Regions from separate parts of the Danio rerio genome. Here region 2 is linked to region 1. The links are chromatin contacts, called in public Hi-C maps. All regions are on one chromosome and are shown on one strand. The core of a region is the stretch at or near the end of the contact, and the rest is flanking DNA. Distances in the headings are between cores, read along the strand shown. Region 1 holds the start of optc (opticin). Region 2 holds the start of ppp1r15b (protein phosphatase 1, regulatory subunit 15B).

What was found. A called contact is a pair of places that touch in the nucleus more often than the background predicts.
Region 2: a Hi-C map of an unstated tissue shows a contact between it and region 1, with 4 times the contacts expected there. The contact joins the promoter of ppp1r15b here to the promoter of optc in region 1. A contact is called at or near these places in 2 of 18 Hi-C or Micro-C datasets (caudal fin and an unstated tissue).

What each region holds. Positions count from the first base shown.
Region 1 is chr11:25,312,965-25,320,517 of GRCz12tu, reverse strand. optc (opticin) reads left to right here and starts at 6,141. Exons shown (of 7, transcript NM_001003583.2): 1 at 6,141-6,226. The coding sequence starts at 6,200.
Region 2 is chr11:25,618,697-25,626,197 of GRCz12tu, reverse strand. It overlaps ppp1r15b (protein phosphatase 1, regulatory subunit 15B), which reads left to right and starts at 1,549. Exons shown (of 2, transcript XM_017358331.4): 1 at 1,549-4,144. The coding sequence starts at 2,393.

The sequences.
Region 1 (7,553 bases), core at 4,892-7,391:
CAGAGGATTTTTCCCTTCTCTCTCTTTCTCTCTCTCTCTCTGTGGAAGCATGTGATCAGTCTGGATGGAGCTCGGCTGCTAATTCAATCAGACAGGAACAAAAAGATTTAAAGTTTGCAGGGTGGTTGGGTTAATTGTTTCATATTTCCAGCCAAATCGATTTGGAGCCACAAATATATGTAAAGGGATTTACAAATATTTAACTAATTTGAAAAGAAAGAAAATAAAATTCACAAAGTCAAAATTAAAATAAGCACATAACTAAACAATATCAGACTAGTCAATCTAAACGTTGCAACATATGCTCATTCTGAAAACGTAGCCATATAAAGATTTCTGAAGATTTCAAATTATGTATGGCAAAAGTACATTTGGCTGCATTTCGTCTTTAAAACAAAGGCTACGGGGTGGTATGATGGCATTCATTTTAGCGCTTACCAGCTAATCGCTTACCTCCGTCTGGATGGCTTTTCTGCTGTTACCAATTTGTCCAGTGGCTCGCCGCATACATTGGCGGAATTAGGACAAAGAGAGGAGTGGACCAGGTTGACGAGGTTCAAGTCCAGCGAAGAACGGTTGCAAAAAGCAGGTAAAACAAAAACAAAAGCCAAAAAAATTAATAAAAAAAAAATAAACAAGTAAATAACAGGGTAGAAATTATGGAAATGTGGTAAAAATTCAAGATATATTTTCTAAACACTGTCGGTTTGGTTTTGAAAAATTGGTGGGCGGGTCAATCTGTGCTTTTTATAACACTATTGGTTGGGTTTAGGGAAGGAGGAAAGTGGGTCAGCCGATCGGTCAGTAACTCAGTCAGTCAACAGTGGCCTCTAGTGGATTTAGGCAAGAACAGCAGGTGTGAATGACCCTCGCACGAGAATTTTGAGTTCTCAAAAAGCATACACAGCGGCCACTGGTAGATTTTCGAAAACAAAAACTGCAAATAATGTACCTCCTGGGACGTATTTGATGCTCTCCAGAAATGTATATATATGGGTACGTTTTCAGAATGAGCCCAGGTTGCATCAAAAAATATGCACAAATATGTTTTTGTCACAAACATAACTTTGTCTGAAAATTATTTGCGGATTGCTTCTTCAGTGTTTGTAAATTGCTACACACATTTGACCATTTATTCTGGCACATTTATGGATTTTTAATTTTTAATTTATTTATTTTTTGTATTGGAATGAACACAAATCCATTAATTTGTTCAATATTCATCTGTTATGCATTTATCTATAGTTCAAATTCTATCTGGAAAAATGTGAATATTCTAACCTAATATTTTTCCCTGAATTTGTTCAGAAAGAATATATTAAACTGAGGTAATCTGACAGCAAAGACATTTATAATCTCACAAAAGATTTCTTTGTACAGTGCTGTGTTTTTTTAAACTTTCTACCGAATACGGTCTGCTCAAAAATATTAAGCAGCAAAACAACAATAATGTTTCCTGATTTTTTGGTTGTTGTTTTTTTGCACTTTTATTTTCTATTGCATTTTGGATGAACTAAAACACTAAAAGTATAAAAAAAAAAAACTTTTGTGCTGAAAAAACAACAACAACAACAACAACATTTTCCTCATGATAAGAGAGATACCATAAAGTTTTATGCACTTCCTTTCTGGTTATTTATTGGTTTAGTCTCAGCTTGTCGTTATCTGCACAAAGAATTTAGCAGTGGAAAGTCTGATCTCCGAAACATGGTTGCTAATTCAGAAGTGATGTAAGACCTCTGAAAGAGAAGCAATGAAGCAGGAATGAGTGTCTATTTTGGGCCTTGCCATGCAGACGCCAGTAAAAAATCAGACAAAGTCAAAGGTCGATCAGTAGGTTTGCTATTGGATGTCGGTCTGAGTCAAATCACAAACAGCTGACCTCACTGACCTGCTCAACACACCATGAAATAACATTAGGTGCATTAGTTTAATCTGACTTTAAAGGGTTACAATCAGTTTTGTGACTTCAGCAAATCGAGTCAAACTATTACAACCCAGATTTTTCCTTGTCACTATTATATTATGAACTCTAAGAATTAAATTCCTTGAATGCATTGGCAACAACAAAGATGGGCTGATTATTCTAAACCACTGCTTCCTGGAAATGCACAAATTCATTATGTAATTCAAAAACCATTTAAAAAAAGAGAAAACCTGAATATTACTAGGACACATATGTCTGAAAACGAAAACCTGCTGGGGAAAAAAAATTAACAAACCGATGTGTTGAAATCAAAAACATCATTAAATATAGTACAAAAAGAGAGACAGAGAGAGAGAGAGAGAGAGAGAGAGAGAGAGAGAGAGAAACCTCACATATTGCTAGGACACACATCTGAAACCCACTAAATCAGAATTTTGCTCAGGAATGCTAAAAACATCCTACAGGCTCATTCTTAACATCTGATTCTGGCAAAACCAGAAATTATCTCTTGTGGGTTTTATAGGGGTGGGAATCCCGTTAACTCATAATACAATAGTATCACAATATTTTGCCCCTGATATTGATATATCACAACGATTCTTCAATATATCGATATAACACAAGAAAACCATCCACGATTTATCACAATATTTGTAAAGGAATGAGAAAAAATGCATCAAAAAGTTATTATATTAACAGCACACGCTTTATAGAATCAGAACAGTGTAAAACAAGAGTTATAAGCTGTCAAACAAGACGTGCAGAGAGACGTTTGTGACTGAAAGGGCACATTTCTAAATTAGTCATAGCAGCAGAATGTCCATTTTGTGGAATATAGCCTACATTTAAGAAAACACTGCCAACATAAATAAGTTCTGTAAAATTAAGACACTTAATACAACATTGACAACTTATTTAATGCATTTTATGCTTTTATTTTTTGCTTTATTTTTATTAATCAGCCAAAATCATGCATTCTCACTAGATTAAAAAACTTTCTTCAAAAACAGTAACTGATCAGAATGCTCAGAGAGGTGAACACAGACTCCTCTGAGCACTTATAGTGTCTCGAGCAGTGGAGAACATTAGTTATTTTGTCATCAAATAAAAAAAGGAACTTTTAACAGTTTTTTATTTCCCTTAGGCTATATTTTCAGCCAAAATTCTAATATCCTTATATAATATATTCAACAAAATCATCTTACAGGACCTTTACAAGGTCTTTAATGATTAAATAAACGCAAAGCCCTTCAGATTATATGTTCATATCCTATTGACATCTTGGGGAATGAAATATTTTGAGAACATAATCCTGTAAATCTCGCAGCACTGACCGCGGGCAAAGGCGAGCGATCTAGCGAAGTGAAAGCTCGTCTGTGAGGGAAAAACAAGTGGAAAATTAGAGTGAGTTGTGATGTTTGAAACACAAATACCTCGGTCCAGCCTGGACAGACAAGATATCCATATGTCCGAGATTCACCATTACAATGGCTCATCTGTCAGTGGTTTTAAATGGCGCTGGTGCTTCTCTGACGTATTGTTGATCCGCCATTACTGGATACGTCACTTGGTGGCAGATGTGTGTACTGCAGCCAAAGTGGTAAACTGTGTGTATGTCTGTTTAATTAATTTAGATCTTTTGGGTTTTTTTGCATTTAGGAAAAATATCGATACTTGGAGACAGAGTATCAATGATGTATCACGGTCGAATATATCACGATATATTGACATATCAATGTTTTGTCCCACCCCTACTGTTTTGTTCATTATTTATTTATTTATTTATTTATTTATTAATCTGGAGTCACCACAGCCGAATGAACCACCAACTTATCAAGCATATGTTTTTAAGCAGCGGATGCCCTTTCAGCTGCAACCCATCACTGGGAAACATCTATACACACTCATTCACACACACTATGGGAAATATAGCCTACCCAATTCACCTGTACCAAATATTGTTGCACTTGTGGGGGAAACTGGAGCACCCGGAGGAAACCCACACCAACTGGTGTTCTCCCCATGTTGGTATGGGTTTCCCCCACAGTCCAAAGACATGCACTTTAGGTGAATTGAATAAACTAAAGTGGCCGTAGTGTATGAGTGTGCATGTGTAACCCCACCGGTCCTACACCACACAACCCGCTCCGAGCTGGGATCGAACTGGCGACCTTCCGCATGGTGGTCAGTTGCTCTAACAAGGAGGCTAAAGACCATGTCGTCTAGCATATATCGCTAGAGCACCCTCAGAGGTCAGAGGAGTGAGGTTTACCTGCACAGAACCTACTGGCTGGCCTCCGTTACACATGTGTATGTATGTTTCCCAGTACTGGGTAGCAGCTGGAAGGGCATCCGCTGTGTAAAACATATGCAAGCTAAGTTGATGGTTCATTCCGCTGTGGCAATCCCTAATAAATAAAGGGACTAAGCTATAGGAAAACAAATGAATGAACATGTGATGAAATCTTACTTGTTTAAGTGCAATTAGATTTTTACATAGTATTGTGCAAACAACTGATCTAAAATATAGCTTATTTGCAGGAATCCGCTTATTCATGTTTTGAAAAAATACATTGACCGAAGAAAACACATTCAAAAAGTAAATTATTAACAAATTGAGAAAACATCTCAGTTTGACAACACACATGCACACAAATTAACACTTACACAAAATCGCTCATATAGCAGAACACAACGGAAGATGTCGGGGGACCCTAAAAAGTGACAAACCTGGTTGCCTTCAGTTGATGAATTGCCAGAAATTATTTTAACATCCATGTCCAGCCTGATCTCACAAGAAAATATCATTATTTTTCATTTTTCAGTTTAGTGACTAATTCGAGTTCAGCCACAGTCTTTTAAAAGAGGGGTGGCACCCGACCTCACCCCTAAACCCAACCATCATTGGGGAATAAGCAAATTAAACTAAATTGAACAAATGAGATTGTACAATTTTACACGAAGTAGCCACTGAATCATAATGTTATGAACTGCCATAAGATAGCATTGCCAGGTAATAAACACACAGACCAACAGGTGAAATGGTTTTTCCTAAATTTCATCTTGAAGCAGGGATTCGTCACAGATGCTTAACTCACACAAAAAACCCAGCCTTGCAACACAAGGCAAACATCAATTGATAAAACATTTTTAACATTAAATCACATATATACACACTTCATATGCACTTTACTGGACGTATATATACACACATTGTTCATAACGATCTTCAAATACCACATTTTATGATATTTTGTTAACTCGTCAGCATTACTACATGTCAGATAGCTCTAGCCCATATGTTATCAGCTTAAGCTCGAGCGCTGCACTCATGTTTGCTTCCTTTTTTTGTTTATTTTCAGCTGTAATATGAAGAATTGCACAATAAAATGTTATTTTAATGTGATGTTAATAACAATTACTCTAAGAACAACTGCAAGTTAGAAGGCAAGCATGTCAGACTACTGAACTGAACACTGCTGAACACTAATGACCAGGAAGCAGATTTGTAGGGTTCATCACTTTTTATGGTCCCCTGACAATTTCTGTTATCTGCACTATTTGCAGCGTGTTTCATCTGTTTGTGAGAATTTGTGAGTGCATTTGTTGTCAAATTGAAATGAAAATGTTTTCTCAGTTTGCTTGAACTCTGTGGTTAGTATTTTGCTGCCTTCTAGTCATTTCAGCCAGAAATTACCATTTTGCAGGAACATAAGGACAGAATCACATATTAAAAATGAGTGATTGGTTGAAAAATGTCATTATTGTAGTGCAAAAACCACAAGCCACTGGTAAGAAATGTAAATTGTCAAATTAAAATAGTTTTCTGAGATGCCAAAATGTAACTAAACAAAATACAAGATAAAAAAAAGGACAAGCGTCTTAAAAAGCACAACCTGCTGGTAAGGAGTCGTAAATGACCAGACCAGAACTGTGTTCTGGAATGACAAAAATGTCAGTAAATGCAGTGCAATTTAAAACAAAAAGAAGAAGAAACTTTGCATCTCTCTAGGGAAACACGTCTGAAAAACATCCTGCTGGTAAGAAGCGGTAAATTACCAAACCAAACTGATACTTCACCATTGACAAGGCTGTAGAATTAGTGACAGCTGAGCAAACTGACCTGGCCATCCCCCAGTTGAGCTCCCACAGCTCTCCCCCTCACCTAACCTGACCGCCTTCTTAATCTTGGGTTAGATTCAATACTCAATCCTCAGGAGAACACAAGGCCAGCTTCCACACCTCTTTTCCCGCAAGAGCTGCTTTTGGGCTATGGCCATTCAAAGACAAACATCAAAGGTAGGCCTCCTTCCTGCTGAGTGAAGACTCTTTGGTCTCTTGGTTTAATTGTGAACACTTTAAGAACAGGTTAAGCCGAATAACTGAAGAGACCCAGGGGAGCTTTGAATATTAATGTTTTAAATTTGAGCTGTTTGGGAAACAAGTGTGAAAAAAAAAACATGAGTCAATCTGGGTTAAATTAGATCAGAGGATTACATGTGATTTGGATTTATCATGTAAGATACTCCTCAAAATCACTGCACTGTTTAACATTTGCACATTTATAATTGCACATATTCATTGCACTGATTCCCTTATTTGAAATGTACATACCCACTGCACATGGACATTTGTAATTATGTACACACCAACTGTACATACATTTGTAATTATGTTTATCTATCTGCACACTACTGATTATTAATAGCAACCTGTACATATATTCATTTATTGTAAATCTCTGTTCATAGCTAATACAACCTGTATATAATGTTTATAGTACATCCAGCTGTAAATATCATCATAGTTTTTCTATAAATGCACTTATAACTTATACCTGCTGCTATTGCATTGCTGGTTAGACCTAAACTGCATTTCCTTGCATTGTATTTGTACATTTGTAATGACAAAAAAAATTGAATCAAATCTAATTAAAAAATCTACATTTGTTAGGTTATCAACACGGAGGTGTTAACAGTATATTCTAAATTACAGTGCTCACCCCTCACAAATCTATCTTTTAAATTCATATTTTAAATAGGATACAATATTATATTTGTGCATATACCTCAGATTAGTCAGTACTGAAGCCAAATCTGGAGATTATCTAACAAAATAACGTACGGTAACGGTCTTAAAACTAGTACACCCAAATGTATATGTTAAAGAAAATTATTAAATACAAATTTTAAAAAAGAGAAAAAATCAAGAGAATCAATAAATAAATAAATAAAAATTCTGTTGGTTCTTTTTGCAATATTTTTGAATGAATTTAATTGTATTATCTTACAAATTTCATATTTATATTTTTGGTGACTAAAATATTATTTTTATAAATATATCTGTTTAATAAATCTGTTTTGTTTAAATGCACCAAAATACATTGTTTATATTCATTGAGAAATTGATAAAAATATAAATTTTTAAAATGTGGTGTGCTCATGCTGAGCACTGTATACTTAAAGGGATAGTTCACCCAAAACTGAAAATTACTCACCCTTCACTTGTCACAATTTAAATTTCTTTGATCTGTTGAACACAAAGAAGATGTTTTGAAAAATGTTGGAAACCTGCAATAATTAGCTTTTTTCAATAATAAGCTTTTTTTTCCTATTATTGAATTCAA
Region 2 (7,501 bases), core at 300-2,799, 310 kb before region 1:
TTTTCTTACAATGCAAACAATTTACGATGACGCGCTGCATTTTCTCAACGCAAACAGTTAATAAAACTGCATTTTCTCACAACGTAAACAATTTATAAAACGACCTGCATTTTCTTACAATGCAAACAATTTACGATGACGCGCTGCATTTTCTCAACGCAAACAGTTAATAGAACTGCATTTTCTCACAACACAAACAATTTATAAAACGACCTGCATTTTCTTACAATGCAAACAATTTACGATGACGCGCTGCATTTTCTCAACGCAAACAGTTAATAGAACTGCATTTTCTCACAACACAAACAATTTATGATAACGTGCGGCATTTTCTTACAATGCAAACAATTAATAAAACGCACTGCATTTTTTTACAATGCAAACAAGTTACGATGATGCGCTGCATTTTCTTACAATGTAAACATCTAATAAAAATTGCAGCATTTTCACACAACCCAAACAATTAATAAAATGCGCTGCATTTTCTCACAATGCAAACAATTTACCATAACATGCTGCATTTTCTTACAATGCAAACAATTTACAATGACGCGCTGCATTTTCTCATAACGTAAACATTTAATAAAACGCGCTGCAACTTTTACACAACACAAATAATTAATTATATGCGCTGCATTTTCTCACAATGCAACCAATTTGCAATAACGCATTGCTTTTGATCACAATGCAGTTCACAATCCATCAGGTTATTGGGTTCCCTTGATATATTTTCGTTGTGTTCCAATGTTTTTTGTGTTGTGAGAAATTGTAGCGTGTTTTCGTAATTTGTTTGCGTTGTGGGAAAATGCAGTGCTTTTTTATGTGTGTGTATTGAGAAGTTTTGCAGCACGTGTGCTATCAAACGGATGAAGATCTTGTTTTAATTTGCTGATGTTTTTTTGTAGTTGCATGTGTTTTCTTAAATTGCAGCACGTTAAGCTCTCTCATCCACTGTACTTTTTAAACTCAAAACCGTTTAACTTTTTATATTCATAAAGTGATAATTAATCATTAATCTTAGACAACGATGATAAGGTTAGTTCATTTATTTTACAGATTGTATATTTTTCTCCCACTTAGTGTGAGTTCGCCCTGAAAGTGCTCCTGCCTTTGTGCTAAATGAACAGCTTCTGCGTGTATTGATATTCACTGAAAATCATAAGAGAAAGAACAAAGTATATATTTTCATACAGTGTGCACGGTCAATTCTTCATGAAGCATTAGTTCTGTGCTTGAGGGATTCTGCAGGCAGTTTCTACAAAAAAGTCTTTGCACCAAAGCAAGAATTGATACGTCAGATAAGATTTATGCTAAAAGTCTCCCTGGAGAAACTCTGACAAGATAAGTAAAAACGACTAGAAGAAAGTATTAAAGATTTAGAATGTCTTGAGGGATTTCAATATGTATTGCCTAAGCATTGCGTGACATGTTCTGAACATCTTATATAACACACACGTTTCAGAGTACAACGTGAGATAGAACTTTTACCACGGTCCCTAGTAAACGCGGTGCTGCAGCACTTTAGAGACGCTCCCTTACGGCTTTTCTGATGAAATCTCTCCGCTTTAGCTCCGCGGCTAGCGAGCGAGACGGCGACGTCAACGAGTCTCTATACCGAGTATTTCTGTTTAAAACGAATTAAAAGTGATTCGGTTTTTGTCGTAACTTTAAGGAGAGCGCTTTGACTCGATTTTGATGATTCAGCCGTTTTTTCTCCAACAGCGTACAGTATTTTCGTCCCAAAACGCGGCTCGATTGAGGTGACAGAAGACTGACAGTTGAAGAACCGACGCTCGCTTCCTCTAAGACGTCAAAATGGCTTTTGTTTCAAGCTTTCCTTTGGAGTTTACCAGCCTATTTTACTCTTACAACACTTCAAAACGCTTGTCAATTCCTTCTGCTGTTTCCACGATCCCTTCAACCCGAAATAATTGGTGTTATTCTCCTCAGGACGGCACAGTTGGCGGCAACGCTGCGGTCAATATGGACGCTGAAGCTGTTCGCGCGAGCCGGGCCGGTCTCCAAACAGTCTAAACGACATGGACTACTTCATTAACCCCGGAGAATATTTATCAGCCCTCATGGATGGTGTTAGAGGCTGGAAGGAATGAGAAACGCAGCGTTTTACTTTGTTCGTAGCTAACATTTAGCCCCACATTAAAAGCTGCGCTAGCCAGCTAAGCCTTATAAGGCCATATTTAACGTTAGGTTGTGTTAAGGCTGTTATGTATATTAGTAACATTGAGAGACATTTAAGCTTGACATTATAAACCCGAGCACTTTTATTCAAATTCAGTCTGAACAACGTGGAGCCAATTGTAGAAGAATTATATAATTTGTTTTATTTTCTTTCAGTTTATGTAGTTCACCTCATTTCATATTTTTCAGAAGTATGAGCACACATGGACACTTTATTCCAGGGGACACGCGGTCCGCGCGTGACGGTGACGAGCGCACTGACAGCTCGTGGATAAGCGTGTTCTCTCTGGTCTCGAGGCCTGCGTGGTCTCTCCTGCAGAGGTATTTCCCCGGAAAGACACAGACTGCATTTGAAATGAAGTCACACCTTGATATCGGAAACTCTTTAACGCCTCTGAACGTCGCATACCTCCACTGCCAGCATGAAAATGCTGCATGCGTGGCCCCTGGAGACCCTGGCACTCTTGCCTGGTTCACACAGGAATCACTGAGTGAACTGGGAATTCAAAACACTTCCCAGAAAGATTTCAGCCTTCAAAAGCAGGCATCAGTCGGATACTTGGGAACAGCAAGAAACATGCTGAGCCAGGTGTTATTGAACACCCAGGAAAAAAAGCGTGCAAAACCTGAAAGCGCTTGCGATTTGTGCCCGGATATGGTGTCTGTGCGATCCACTAATAGCTGGTGGCAGGGAGGATTTTTGGAGGCCAATGACAGACCTCCAAACTTGCTGCTAAATGTAGCACAAAGCAGAAAAGAGACTGATACGAGCTGGCAGCATTGTGGAGAACATCACAGTGTTGGCTATTGTCAAAGCAATGATGGGCCATCAATGCACAACGAAAGCGCTAGACCCTTGTGCTCCAAAGAGCTGACCCACAATGCACTGCTGCACATGTCCAAAACAGAATTGCTCTCAAACTCATACCAGCTTCCACTAGATGTTGGGCAGCAGCTGCTGGTTTGTGGTAGAGCCTACAGTGAAGTGGCTGTTTTGACACCTGACCAAGATAATGGCTACTCCAGCTTGGAGGAAGAACACTCGAATAGTAAGCTTCATATGAAACTGCTTTCCAAGGAACAGGAGGTGTCGGACACAACCAACGCTGTTGCCTCCGAAGACGACTCATCTCAGAGTAACACTACAGGGAGTGAGCTACAAAGCCTACCTATCTTAAGTGAGGAAGAAATTAAGGGAGGAGAGGAAAAGGAGTCTGAGAAGACTGTAGAAGCCGCTGCTGATAATGTATCCCTTTTAGCCACGCCTCAGTGTGAAAACAAGGTCATCGCTTACATCATGGGTAGCCCTTGCAGTGGCGAATCTGAATCGGAGGAGGATGATGATGATGATGATGACTGGGATAGTAATGATGATGATGATGGCTTTGATAGTGAAGGCTCATCCCACTACTCCGATTCGGAGGACCTTGATGACAGCGACGATGAATCCGAGGAAGATTCAGATGGAGAGGAAGGCAACTCTGAGGCTGAGAGACTGTGGAATTCTCTGTGCCAAAACGGGGATCCTTATAATCCAAGGAACTTCACAGCTCCTATAAGGACAGCCACCAAGCCAAGCCCTGCGACTACAGACTCGCCGGTCTCAGAGTCTCCACCAGCTCATATATCCTCCCAGCCATCTTCGCCTTCGTCATCATCACCCTCACTTTCAGAGAACGAGTCCAGCGAAGACGTCTGCGAGATGGACGAGGAAGAGAACCGGAGATTATGGAACTCTTTTAGCTGCTCAGCAGACCCGTACAGCCTCCTCAACTTCCAGGCCCCTGTACAGACTAAAAAACCCCCCAAAGGGTGCCGTAAGGAGAAAGCGCCTGGAATGCCACACTATAAGAGAGAGGAGGCTGAGGAGAGGCTGGACAGTGGATTCTCAGAGATTTCCCCTGTGCCATGCTCAAGCAGTGCCACAGCCATTCACTTGAAGAAGGTTTGTATAATTATGACCATAATTAATGCATTGTTGCATTCCAGTTCAAATCTGTGTATATAATTATCTTTCTGAACACTTCTAAAGTGAGACATAGTGTGGTTGCATTGAGAACATCTGTTTATGTCTAGAATATAAGAATGAGTCAGATGGAGACTTGTCAGTTCTCCTTTGAATCATTGTTGGTTTCAGTTTTGTATGCAGTCCACTTAAGTTCAACACAACGTTTCAAATCATTATATATGCTTCAAGTCCTGGAAGTTAATATTAAAGTATTGGGCTAGCAATTTCTGTGTAGGAAAGTTAATTTTAAACAGTCAGCATGCTCCTTTTTTAATATGTTATATAGTTCTTTTAGATAAGATAAGATTTTATTGATCACCTGGAGGAAATTTTAGTTTGTGCAGTGGTGGTAAACGTGGCTAAAACCGTTGGGTAAAAGAAAGTGCTATCTTTTAATAAGGTGCAATTAGTGGACAGTAGTTAATGTTTATTCAATATCTCATAATTGGGTTCATGTTTTAATATGCATCACTGTATAGGTTTTTGGGGACACATAAGATATTTAATATATTTTTTTAAATAATTACTTATATTCAGCAAGAGCACATCGATAAAATTATAGAATTGGAAAATATCAGTTTTGCACTGATCAAACATATTGGTCTGATAAACATGTAAAGTGCACACAGTGCTTTTTACTGGGTGTCCGCCTGGGTTCTAAAAACTCTTAATGTCCTAAATTTCAAAAGCTATATTTTAGGCCTTAAATTCACTGAAATATTATGTTGTATGTAATTGATTAAATTAGTAATTAAATTATTAATATTAATATGTGTTAATTTTGTTTTGTTCAAGTAATGCTACTCGATTGGGTGGACATCCATCTAATCACCAACAATACATCCAAATAAAACCTTATTTTTTCTCTGTTTCATTTTTTTAGTGCAAAGAGATACAATTTACAACAGCTGTTATATATATATTTTTTTACAGAAAATTACCCAAATTAAATTTCTTAATCAGAAAAAATAAAAACAATCACGTTACAATCACATAAGTCTAAAATTTTATACTTAATGGTCTTATATAGGTCTTAAAAAGTCTTAATTGTGACTTGATGAAATCTTCAAAAAACCTGTTTCTAACTTAAAAAATTTACATTTTGAGCAGCAAATCAAAACAGCAATTGTTTTGGAAGGATAATGTGACACTGAAGAAGGAGAGTTGAAAATGAACATTTTTAATTCTCAAGTACAATACATTTTAAAAATATACTAAAAATAGAAAAATAGTTAAATTGTACAATTTTATACTATCATATTTAGGCGTGGCGGGTATAAGATTCTGACGGTATGCTAAACTTAGATAAAAATATTGCGGTTTGACGGTGTTGTGATGGCTCCTCTACAATATGTTCTTTTAAATGTCTGGATAGAAAACAAAAACGTTTTTTCCCCATTGAACACAAAATATTGTATTTTGAGAAACATTTACAGCAAACATGTAAGGCTAAATAATTCAACTGTATCATTGACTCCTAAAAAACAAAATAAAAAAAATCTTACACATATTGAAGGAACAGTACAACAAAATTTTGGCGGTTTTAAAGCTTTGACTTTTTTTAAACCGCAGTATACCTTGAAAACGGTTCCTGTCCCATGCCTAGTCACATTTCACTGTGCTTTTAATTAAAGTCATTGCTTAAATATTTTTATAGACACCAAACTTTACTGTGGTAATGCAAATTAAACAATTTATTTTTAACATTTCTAATTAGTGTGTTTTAAAAAGAAGATCATTACATCAATACATTGACATTTATTTTTATAAAAAAAGTTGTAGTTTATTATACTATGTTGTAGAAATGTTGCTCATTGCTGCTTTTGTTGACACCTAATGCATTAACTAATATGATTTGAACCTTAAACTGTTGCCAAGAAAGCGAACAACAGTTAAACAATAATAAAATAATAACAGTAAAAATATACAGAATGTTTTGTGCCTTCCACTTGTTTCAGACAATGGTTGATGGCATTCCACCTCAGACCAACAATAGGATATTACATGCATCATAATCATCTTTTGTTTCCTATACAGTGCATGATAGCAACAGTTAATCCTCTTTAGTTCTGTCTTTGTGCCTTAAATCCATTCTCTGACAATATGGCAGTATAGGGCAGCCTGAGAAAATGATGTAAAGCTGTGCAATATAATTTTTTAGTTTTTTTCCCCTCCTCGTCTGTGATCTGATGCAATGGTTCCATTTCGCTGTCTCCAGGGAGACTGAGTTCGTGCTCTGCCCATTACTCATTATCACTTTATAGCGAGCTGCATTTCATGACTCTGGCATCACAGTAGTCCGAGTCATTAGCTTTGGTCTTGAGGTGATGCTGCTCTCAAACACTCAGATGCTTTAATCACGTACTCGCACACATTTCAAATCAACGGTTTAAAAGGAATTACATGTTTCTTAGCAACAGTGAATGAGTGAGTTTGAAATAAATTTCCATTTCAATCCATTGTGAAGCAAAAACAACAGTGTCTTCACATTCGGCAGATTGGATTAGATTGAAACATTCCCATGTAGTTGATCTCACTGAACAAGTTGAATGATCCTTTGTCCACTTCCAAATGAATTCGTACAATTCCACTGAAATGTCAGGGTATCCGCGGGGTCATAAACTCTTTAAATGTCTTAAATCTCAAAATGCTAAATTTTAGGCTGTGAAAAGTCTTAAATCTACTGACATATAGTTTATTATCAGGTCTTATTTTCCTTTGTTCATGTATAGCAACCCAACCCTAAAACAAGTCATGTGTGAGTAAACATTCCTCACATTGGTCAGAGTTCCACGCTTTATTTTTCAGAGTCCCGCTCAGCTGTCATGTGTCCTTAATTTATGACGATGAGCAATAAGACATTATTGGTGAAAAGCTGCACTTTAGTTTTGAATTGTGACACCCACAGACATCGTCATCAAAAAAAAAATCAGAGGTTAAAAATCAGAAGCTAGAATTATGCATTGCAGGCTAAAAGAGAAATAATAGATAAACGTTCGGTCAATTTTCCTAAATGATTAACAGCTCTCATTAATAGTTCTGCAGCCTTTCACTTTTGTGACCTGAAACGCACATTTACCAGTAGGAATGACTTCCCGGCCTACTCATAATTCTCTCTTCATATATTCGTATATGCCTATTACATATTCATAATACACTGTGATATAGCTGTGTGCGGATTGTATTGTTTTCTCACTACAATTGATCTGCTCCAGAGTTCATTTCAATCGAGCTGAGACCACCTCATTCAGGTGATCTCGGACTGATTGATTTGGCGTGCATCCAAGCGCGAAT